Regions from separate parts of the Rattus norvegicus genome. Here region 2 is linked to region 1. The links are chromatin contacts, called in public Hi-C maps. All regions are on one chromosome and are shown on one strand. Each heading gives the region's core, a stretch centred on a gene start, on an enhancer-like site or on the middle of the called end of the contact. The rest is flanking DNA. Distances are from core to core; before and after follow the strand shown. Region 1 has its middle 63 kb from the start of Rmdn2. Region 2 holds the start of Cdc42ep3 (CDC42 effector protein 3).

Region 1 (5,380 bases), core at 1,549-4,048:
TTACGAATTTAGTATGCCCCTTAACCTAGGACCAACCCAGTTATACTATGAGACATAGAGGATAGTCGTTAAAGGAAGGTAGAGGGCCTGAGGCTCTGATGCGAGAGGAAGGTGACAGCCGTGGGCTGTACAAAGTTGAGTAAAGGAGCAGGTATATATAGCTAACAGAGGTTGCTTAGTGTGCTTAGTCCCCTGGGTAGCTGTCACTTGTGGTCATCTATGTCAGACCCTCCTATCTCTCCATGAAAAGATCTTCTCTAGGCAAAAAACAGAGGAGCCTCTCTGTCTGTTCCTGCTGATGGCTTCAGTGAGTAGATGCTTGTAAACTTTTTCAGAGGAATGGCCTGTCAGTGCTGACCCAGTGTCTGTGGGATCCCTGAGTAGCTGTCTGAAAATGAACCAATGGTACCGATTTCCCGATGGCCTTGGTGGGTCCCCTGATGACACCCTCAGACACTCAGCCTGTCCCACCTCACTGTGCACTGTATCCTCCACCTGGAATTCTCCATCCTGCAGTCCTCCTGTCATAGGAGTTATATAAGGTCAGAGCAGGGGCCCTGGGGTATCTAAGAAACTGGGCTGGGCCCCCAGTCTCCAACAGGCCAGTCACAGACAAGTAATAGAGAGAAACAGAGAAAGGGGATTGGTTCAAGATGGCCGTACTAAAAACAGGGGGAAAGGGTATTTGGTGACCACCTCTTCCCTCAGCCCATTTTCAGAGTCCTGATACAAGGTTTGGTTTAAATCAATAGCAAGAGGTTTGTGGAGCAGACCAGCCCTCATCAAGTGCGGCCCTGTCCCTCAGCGCTTGGCCCAGGTTGTCTCCACGGCAGTGCTTGGAGGAGTTGTCAGAGTTGTGTGGTTCTTTCTTTCCAGGTGACGAGTCCCTCCTCCCACTGACACCGGCCCCACCCTTCCCTTGCCCTAGTGTGAGACTCCTGAGTAAAATTCTAATTCTTGGGGCCATAGTTTCACTAGCATTATAGCCAAAAGGAGACGCGTTTCCTTAGATTGTTACTCCTGCCGGGACGGTTCATGTGGTTCCACTGGCTGGTCGTCTGAAGAGATTGAGAAGTTACATCTGTACGGAGACTGAGTGTGTCCACCTCCAGGAGACACTCCTGAGGCCGTGCACTTTGGAAACGGCACTTGTCACTGTTTGGATTGGGTCCCTAGGGAACAGCAAAGAGACACCCTGCCTGGTTCTTCAGAAGGCCTGAATGTTCAGGGTGAGCAACTCAAGGAAAGCTGGTAAAGGTTCAGCAGTGCAGAATCAAGAAGAGGGCACGGTTGCACAATTCAGAGAAGAAGGGAGAGAGATGTCCCTTATACGCCCGTTAGCTGATTGTAATGTTCTTGTCTTCTTGTCCACTGCCTAGCTCCTCCCTAGGGAAGAAGCTACACATGGTCAGGGCCTTTGGAGTCCAGAACAGCAGCCGTACAGATAAACATGTGTCCAGTGAGTGTCAGACACTGCTGAAGGTACCAGCCATTGCAAAGAATTAAGCACCCCAGCTGTTAGCTGTGTTTCCTTGATGGAAACAGATCTGTTTGGCTCCTCTTCTGGCTGTTCTCTCCCTCTCCTGGCCTTTTTTAGGGTGGCTTGACAGTATGGCCGCAAACAGGAAGAGCAGGGTCAGGTGCTCTGTCGCCAGAGAAGGGATGGCAATAGTGAGAAACGAGAATTGAGATTTCAGGAAGGGGAGACATGGTACTCACAGCTAACAGTCCATAATGATCAAAAGAGATCTCGGAGACTGACGTACACTGTGCCACCATCGATGGCCAGCTTCCCTGAGGAGAAAGGGGAGAGTTCCGGGAGGACTTTTGGACTACTCTATGCCTTCAGACTCAGGGACACCAAAGGAGAGCTATGTCCGGATCATAGTGGGGAGCATAGTCACTGGTGAGCTGGGCATAAAAATCAGAAAGGTCTTTGTTCTGTCTCCTTAGTGTTTGTAAGTCCTTCTCTTATTTCCAAGTCCACCGGCCACCTTAGAAATGGCACTTCCAGGGACTGAAGAGCTCCTGAGAGCTTCCTTAGAACAGAGAATGTATGAAAACATGCTGGGATGGATGGGTGGAGGTAGAAGATGGCATTTCTCCACTTCCAAGGGAGGCGCTGAGCTGTTTTGTAACTCCTCCCCAGGCTGTACTGCAAACATTCAGTAGTTTAACCCACTGGCTGTTTCTAACAGTGAATTCTTTGTGGGGGTGGTGGCAGTGGTGGAAATGGTTGGTTTCCTTGTAACCCTGTAGCTCTGGATGAGCTATGTGTAGAAAAGCATGTGCTAAGAGTTTAGGGCCACTTGTGCTGGCCTTAATTGTCCTATGGCATGCATTGGGATCACAAGGTTAATGCTATGATAGGACACAGGCCTGTTGGCCAGCTGGGGCTGCCACTTACTTTCCATGCTCTTGTCAAGCCCCACCTCCCCCACCACCATAGCATAGCACCCTGGAAAACAAACTCTAGAGTCCCTTTCTAATCACCCCCCCATCCCAGCTTTTAACCCTTAGTTCCTAGCCACCAGGGTTTCCCGAGTCCTGCTGACTTCTACAGGGTTGGAGAGCCGGAGCGTTGAGGACTACATTATAGAATCCTGGGAAAGAGCACACTGCACACTGTAGTATGTTGATGGGCATGGGGAGGGGATGCAAGCTTTTTGTCTTCTGATGAGAAAAAATTGAAAGTGAAGGGTAGCAACTGGGCTCAGTGGGCTGCAGAGGTGGGAGGGACAGAAAGAGCAGAGAGTCAGGACCAAAAATAAGTCACTTTGGAGAAGGACTTAAGCTGAATTCCATGTGTATGAGATGTTGAGTGTAGTCTATTTTTAGCTCCTGGAGCATTTCTAAGAGGTAGAGCAAGATGGTTTGGCTGTGTTAAAAGACAAGTAATTATAGTCATTTGTGGGATCTGCAGCTTAGCACAGGGCTGATCATCCTCCAGGCTGCATTGTGCCGCCATTTCTTCTGTTGTCAATGCTATTTGATTGCAACACCTACTCACAAAGATTCTCCTCATCCTTGTGCAGCTTGGCAAGCAACGCAGAACAAAAGAAAAACAGCTTAGGGATAGTTAGAGGCGCTATCTGAGAAGAAAGAAGTGAACGCCTGTGCGGGCCATAGAGGTATTTTTTAGTAATTGGTGTGAATGCTGATTGGACAAGGCCAACAAAATGCTAAGAATTTTGTTGCTGTTTTTGCAGTTTCTTGCATTCCCCTTCCCCAGCCTTAGTACCTTCCCGTGTGTGTGAGTGTGTGTGTGTGTGTGTGTGTGTGTGTGTGTGTGTGTGAGCATGTATACAAGCAATGGCTGTGTACATATACATGTACATACACACACATGCACACACACGTACACAGAGTTCTTTGGTTCATGATAGTTTAGTTTTAAAAGTTTAAAAAGCACAACTTTTAAGGTACAGAGTCATTTGTCATTTTACCCATTTTTTTTTTTTGGACACGAAAAAAGTTGTTTTTCCCACTAAAAATATATCTGAAAGTTGAAATGCTGGTGGGGTCACTCAAGAAACCTGCGTCATATCAAGCACTGATCAGAACAAAAGGTTATAGTACGTTAAAGTTAAATTGTCTTGATTTTTGTAGCTTGAAAATGTGTGTTCACTGCATGGAGCCATGCTCTGAAAAGTAGCATTTCATGGGCACGTGTAGACATGTCATTCTTTGAATAATTTGGAGAAAACTAAGCCAACAGGGTCCTGATCTTTTCCCCAGAGCACACCACCAGTATCTTTGTGCAAGGGTGACAACCTGGAGCAATGGGTTAAGGCTTCTCTGGCAACAGTAAGAATATAGACAGAACTGCATACAGAAAAAGGGAAAACAGAGTTGGATAGCTTAGTTCTTATATAGTTTCATTAATGTCCAGCCAGCCAGCACTTGGCATTGTCACATGGATCATTCAACACAAGAACTGTTGTTTAGATGAATGTATTTCAGAATATAAAAACCATACCAAATCCTCTGACATGGTAGCAGGCAGGAGATAAAAAATGGACGCTGGTCAGAATGTGAACACGCTACAATGGTGATCTTACTGATCACCAAAAAAACCCCCAACCAAACCAAGACAAAAACAAAAGCAAAACAAAAACAAAACAAACCAGGAATCAGAAAATAAAACACAGTGCAAGGCATGTGACCCGAGGAAGAAGTTAGATGTTGCTTTCCCAGCATCCCTTGCAGCTATTTGTGTGCGATCCAGACTCTCCGACCACAGTCAACCACACGAGGCTGGGATTTGGAAATTATGGAAATGAAGACATGCTTGGGCTGCAGCCACTCTGGGTACTGTGACTTCCAGCATTTCAGGAGCAGTGATGGGGTACCCTGATCTTAGAGTTGGAGAGATTAGTTGACGTACTGTGGGAAGTAGAGCAATGGCCTCCCAAAGATATCCATGTACAAGTTCCCCCAGCAACTGAATGTGTATTGCACACAGACAAAGGTGAGACCAAGTTAAGGATTTGGGAGTTGAGAGGTTCTATTGGATCATCTGGGTGGCACTGCAAAAGCAAGGATGCCAGCAGCCCTTGGGACCTAGAAAAGGCAAAGAAAATCCTATTCTCCCAGAACTGTCTGAAAAAGAGAGTTGCCCTTACAAAACCTTTTAAGTTTCATTTACTTTATTTGGCACTATTGAAGAATGACCCCCCGGACCTCATGCATCTGAGGCAAGAGTGCCACCACTGAGCTGCAGCCTGGCCTTGATATTGGAATACTTGCATAGACTTCTGTAAGAATGGCCCTGTGTTGGTTTAAACCAGAAACTTTGTGGTAACTGGCCATAGCAGCAATGGGAAGCCAATACCCAGATACCAAAGTGCCTTAACCCTAATTGTGAACAGTTTCAGCTGATGCGATTCAAGTCTAGTGTTGTCTGGAACATTTCTAAACCTAGTTCTCTGGCTCTCCTAAAGATTTTGTAAATTTCTATAACTTTCAACTTTCTTTTCTTCTTGAATTGGCCTAGATACATAGGTTCCATGACTTGAGAGAATGAACCAAGGTAATCCCATTCCTCAAGCCCCACCAATACACAGACACATTCACTTGGAGTTGGCACCCCCATCCTTTCCTATTTATTTCTCACTGATCTATACGCTGATCTTTATGTTCTATTTTTCTGTCTTCCTTCAGCTCCTTGCTGTTCTGTGAGCAGGCTGTTTCCACACCCTTATGACTGGCTTTCCTGTCTTTTCTCTCTTCTCACTCCAACTCTGGTTCCACTTCCTGTTGTGCTGTTACCTTCTTGAAACTCAATCAGTGCTCTTCACTGCTCTATAAAAAAGATGCCAGAGGTGTCCATCAGCAATGAGACAAAGTCCAAAGACTCCGTGGCATGGAAGGACCCTGA
Region 2 (4,700 bases), core at 1,076-3,575, 210 kb after region 1:
AGTCTCAGAAGTCTCAGCCTTCAGAAAGAAAGCAAGGTTTTCCTTTCTGCTTAGCAGGAGAACCTTCTAAAGTTAACGCTAAACCCACGAAACCTAAATGCTGCCATGACTAAATCAGGAAATGAACTCATTTGGAAAGAAAATTCGCAAGTCGAGGGCTCTTTTTCCTCACTGAAGGTGTTCAGCACAAATAAAATAAAATGACACAGGGCCTCAGAGAAGCCGGGATGGATCAAGCCAGCACCACTGGACCTTTGAAGAAGTAGGTCACACACAGATTGTCTGCATAGGGCTCCAAGGCAAAGCCTTTTTAAAAACACATATAGTGAGAAACCACCTCTGGATGAAACAGGAACAGCACAGTAGAATGAAAATGGGGTTTTGGAACAAAAGTCTTAACTTCCAGCTACCTGCCACCCTATGTTTGCACAAACTGTAAAAGAAATTATTCACTTAGACACGTGAAAATGGACCGCTTTTAATGGCAGCTAGCAATAGAACAAGTGAAAAAAAATCACACAAGACATATGTGTGAGGAATGTATGCATGCAAAAGGAATTTTCACACAGCATTGTATATACATGCGTATTTGTACTTTTTCAAATGCCATATGTAATGAAAGCTGTGCATAAATATTTATAAAATACTTTTTATCTAACTAGGCCAGTAACATTTAATATTTTTCAATAAATCCGTATATAAAATGTATACATTAGTGCCAAATGGAACATATATTTTGAAATATGAGCCCCAAGTAAAACTCTGAGGAATCTGGAGTGGAACCCAGGTGTCTGCCAAAGGCAACTTGGGAGCAGGCGGTCAGTTGGAGAAAGGAAACAGGGCCGGGTCCCTTATCTTCACCTACTGTTTTGCTTGTCAAAATTCTGGTATCACTTCTGCGGTTTTGAATTTGACTTCCGACCTCATGGCTGTTTAACCTGCCAACTATTATTTTCTTTGAGGCTTTTAACACTCCACCCAAGTATTTTGCTTTCCCGAACAGTTGTGTCCGCTTCCTTTTTAAATTCACCTTAACATTGACCGTGGTTTAAAACCTGGGCTTAAAGTGCACCCTAGTCTAAGGTTTCAGAGCTATTGATTCGGGGCACCCTGGTGAAGACCTGAAGCCCAGAGCGCTCAGGGAAGCCAAGGTCTCCTGGAGGGGCTCAGCTTTGTCCCAGGGTTGGGGCCCGGCCCGGAGCGTGCGACTCCTCAGGGTTCCAACTCCTTTTCCAGGTCAATCAAGCCGGCGGGGACCTCAAGGCCGGAAAACGCCACCTTTTCCTGTCTCCAACCAGGCGGACTAAGGGAGAAGGAAGAGAGGGCGACCTGTTCAGACAATTAACATTAATTCTCTGGGTTCCTACAGAGGTCCAGGGACAGAGGGGCGGGTCGTCCTGAGGCCCTGGCCCGGTGACCGACAGGCGCAGGTGTCGCCGTGGGCGGAATTTTATGGTCCGGAGCGGCAGCAGCTGCGCCACTTGCGCCGCCCCTCAGAGCGTCCGGGAGAGCCGCCACCCCGCTTCCGCAGCTTTAGGTCAATCTCGGACAGACCTGGAGGGGGAGGAGACACCTCCCTCCAGACAGGAAAAACCTGCTGCGTCTGCGTTTCTTTGCGCCCCGCAGGCGCTCAGCCTCCAGCCCCGCGTCTCCCGCGCGTCTGATCCGCGCTCCGGGTTTTGGCGACAGCTTGCAAGGGAAGCAGGCTGCACGCTGACAGCACGCGACCCTCCTCTTCCCTCCCAAGAGCTTCGGCTGCCAGGGAGTCCCCAGGGAGCTGCGGTCGCGCTGCGGGCGACCGGGTCGGTGGCCCTTCTTCCCCGCAGGTCCCCTTCCTCCGCGGCGAAGCCCCGCACTGCTAGGTGGGTTAGGTAGGACAGGGAGAGGCGGGGACACGAGGGTGAGCACGAGGGTCCCGGGTGCGGGCGGAGTCCCATTGTTCTCCCGCACTTACGGACAGCAACGCTCTGGGGTCCCCTCTTTACAGAGAGCACCCCGCCACTTCTCTTTGTGCCTGAGGGAGCCCCAGCCGGGTTTGCCTCAGAGAGAAGCCACAACCGGGGAGAGGTGGGACTGGGAGGTGACAGTGGGTGCCCATTGTCCTCCAAGAGCCTGCAGCCTCGCCGCCACTCCTGCAGGTCTAAGGGTGGTGGGGAGGTGGGGGACAGGTACAGCGGAGGGAAGGTCCGGCTCCGCCCGCACCCTTCTCCCCGCCCTGCCCTGGCCTCACAGCCCCGCCCCGCGCCGGGCCCCGCCCCGCGCCCCGCCCTGGGCAGGTTGAGGCCGCGCGTCCGGCAGCCGCGCGCACAGCGTCGCAGGCGCTTCCAACTGCCGCTGGGAGCACAGCAGCGGGACGCTCGCTGGCAACCCAGTTTCGCAGCTCCTACCTCCGGGAGACGCTGCGCACAGTCCGGGAGCAGATTGGGCGGTGAACCGTCGCCGCCCCTCGGGTTCTGCGAGCACTAGCGAGGATTGTGTGCGCCCTCGGGAGGCGACCCGGGCCGACGCCCGGTCCCCGGGCAGAAGCAAGGAGCCTTGGAGACAGCTGGTGAGTATGAAACCCACAGTGCCTCTCCACCTGTAAGTCTGTCCGACCCTCAACCTAAGTCCCTTCCAGCTAGTGCAGATGGTGGCCTTGGAAGACTTACAAGGTGCGAAGATAATCTAGAGCACCGCCTTCTTGAGCTGATGTCCAGAGGATCAAAGGGGGACATCATGTTTGATGTCCCGGTGGGGGGATCAGGACTCGGAGCTCTGCCATCAGTGCCTACTTCTTTAGGGTGGGGCTGCAGGCAGCACGGCCCCCTCCTGGCCATTGACAGCCATTCTGGGCGCAAGTTGCGTTTTTCCATCAGAACCAACCGCACTTGGCTACCGCGCCCCTCTAGTTGTGTGTTTGTACCGCCGCGGCGCTTATGAGGGCACCGCGCAGCTTGGCAGTTTCCGCACTGACAGAGGCAGTGCATTTTAGCTGAGGCTCCAACCTGCAGATCTGGCAGTTGGGAAAAATTATTTTCTTTCTTGATTGCGGTTTCTGCACAACTGAAGCGTTTACAAGATCTTTACTCCCTCCTTCTCCTCTTCCTCCTGCTGCGGCTGCTCCTTCTCTTCTTCCTCCTCTCCTCCTCCTCACTAAGTATCTTGACACAGCCATGCGAGGATGAGGACGAATGGATCTGGCCAGTCAGTTTTTTTCTTTATGAATTATTATACGCCACCCCCCTCCCGCCTTTGGGAGGGAAGGCATGTGTTTCATCTTATAAATAGAAAGTAGCATATTTTTTTGGCAGGACCTGCTTTATACTGCACCGTCTAGGAGAGGTCAGTTTAAAAATAAATACGCACTTGAATGTTACATTACCGAGCCGGCTGTGGCTGGGACAAGCTGCGAGGACAGCAGCATCAAAGCTGGGCGCACATCTGTGTTGAAAGGAGTAAAAGCCCCAGAGTGCAGCCCCGGCTGACAGTCAAGTAATTACATTTTGTTTAAAAAAAAAAAAAGTGAGTGAATTAAAACGAGGGTGGGAAGGGGAATGTCAGGCGGGGACTGGAACATGAATCTTTACAGCCTTGGTGCATTTGCAGGGAGCGGGCTACTGATGTGTGCAGTGTGTAGGGGGCTCTGGGGAGGGAACTGATGGATGTGTTAGGGAGACAAAGATTCCTTCTGCTTCTTCCCCACCCTGGCAGCTTGTAGCCCTCACCATATCCTCAAGTTCTGGGAGGGGGTGGAGGAGGGGTTGCCGCCTTGAAAATATTAGGAGGGTAGCAGATGTCCCTGCTTTAATAGCAGACCCAGACTTGGGAACTTCCCGTTAACATCACAGGGAGAAATAAGCCTCACCAGGAAGGAGCCGGGATGCCCCAGGGGTATCCCTAAGTCCATTAAAAGACCCCTGTAATGTTCTGACTTATAAAAGATCTTTCAACTGAGCTAAGAAGTACAACTTCTGGACAGTTCTAGACGTTTCCACCATTGTGATTTGATGGACAGTTTAGATGTAAGCACAAACACCTTTTTCAGAACGAAGGACTCAGACATAAGGGGGCTGTGAAATGTCTAGCAATGTGGGACAAAGCATGAGCTCTATATTCGAGGACTGGTTGACAGTCCATCTGGAGGTGCCTAGGTTTTCCAGTAGGCCTCACCCATGGTGTAAGACCCGGATACCAGCCCCTGGCCTCACAGATGATGTGTAGAGAGCTTTGGAAACCTCCTGGGTCCATGGCAGTTTCTGTTTTCTAGCCATCTCATCTGCTAGAGATTTGCATTCTGAATTCCGTGATTGGAACACAGTGCTGAGGCTGACTGTGGCAGCCCCTGAAGATATGAAGTAAGATGAACTCCCTCCCACACCCCCTAATCCGAGCCCTGAAATTCGGCCTCATATCTTTTTTTTTTTTTTTTTTTTGGTTCTTTTTTTTTTTTTTTCCGGAGCTGGGGACCGAACCCAGGGCCTTGCGTTTCCTAGGTAAGCGCTCTACCACTGGGCTAACTCCCCAGCCCCTCGGCCTCATATCTTAAGGGGACTAGAGGCAGCTAGAGTAAAGTACTTACTGTACATTTTTTTCCTTTTTATTGTGAATTTAAATGCGGTCCAAGATGCACAGAAAGCTGTAACTGTGATTGCAGAAGGGCTCCCTGGAGCCGGTTGGCGCTGCCTGCTCTCCACTTTCCCTTTAATGTGGCGTTTTGTTTT

Evidence for each region. Hi-C and Micro-C count contacts between places; a contact is called where the count stands out from the background.
Region 2: a contact with region 1 is called in a Hi-C map of the A7r5 cell line, with 3 times the contacts expected there. The contact joins the promoter of Cdc42ep3 here to the enhancer-like site in region 1. A contact is called at or near these places in 6 of 12 Hi-C or Micro-C datasets (the A7r5 cell line, Schwann cells, frontal cortex and 3 more).

What each region holds. Positions count from the first base shown.
Region 1 is chr6:21,254,108-21,259,487 of GRCr8, forward strand. No RefSeq gene overlaps it. Among named protein-coding and RNA genes, the nearest start is that of Rmdn2, 63 kb to the left of the region's middle. Within about 2 kb of position 2,799, at least 11 of the 93 cell types and tissues checked have an H3K27ac peak or open chromatin away from gene starts, as enhancers often do. A contact at or near this core is called in the A7r5 cell line and Schwann cells, where this site is marked.
Region 2 is chr6:21,460,756-21,465,455 of GRCr8, forward strand. Cdc42ep3 (CDC42 effector protein 3) reads left to right here and starts at 2,326. Exons shown (of 2, transcript NM_001048044.1): 1 at 2,326-2,548. LOC134479326 (a long non-coding RNA gene) reads right to left here and starts at 2,096. Exons shown (of 2, transcript XR_010052493.1): 1 at 1,955-2,096; 2 at 459-1,303.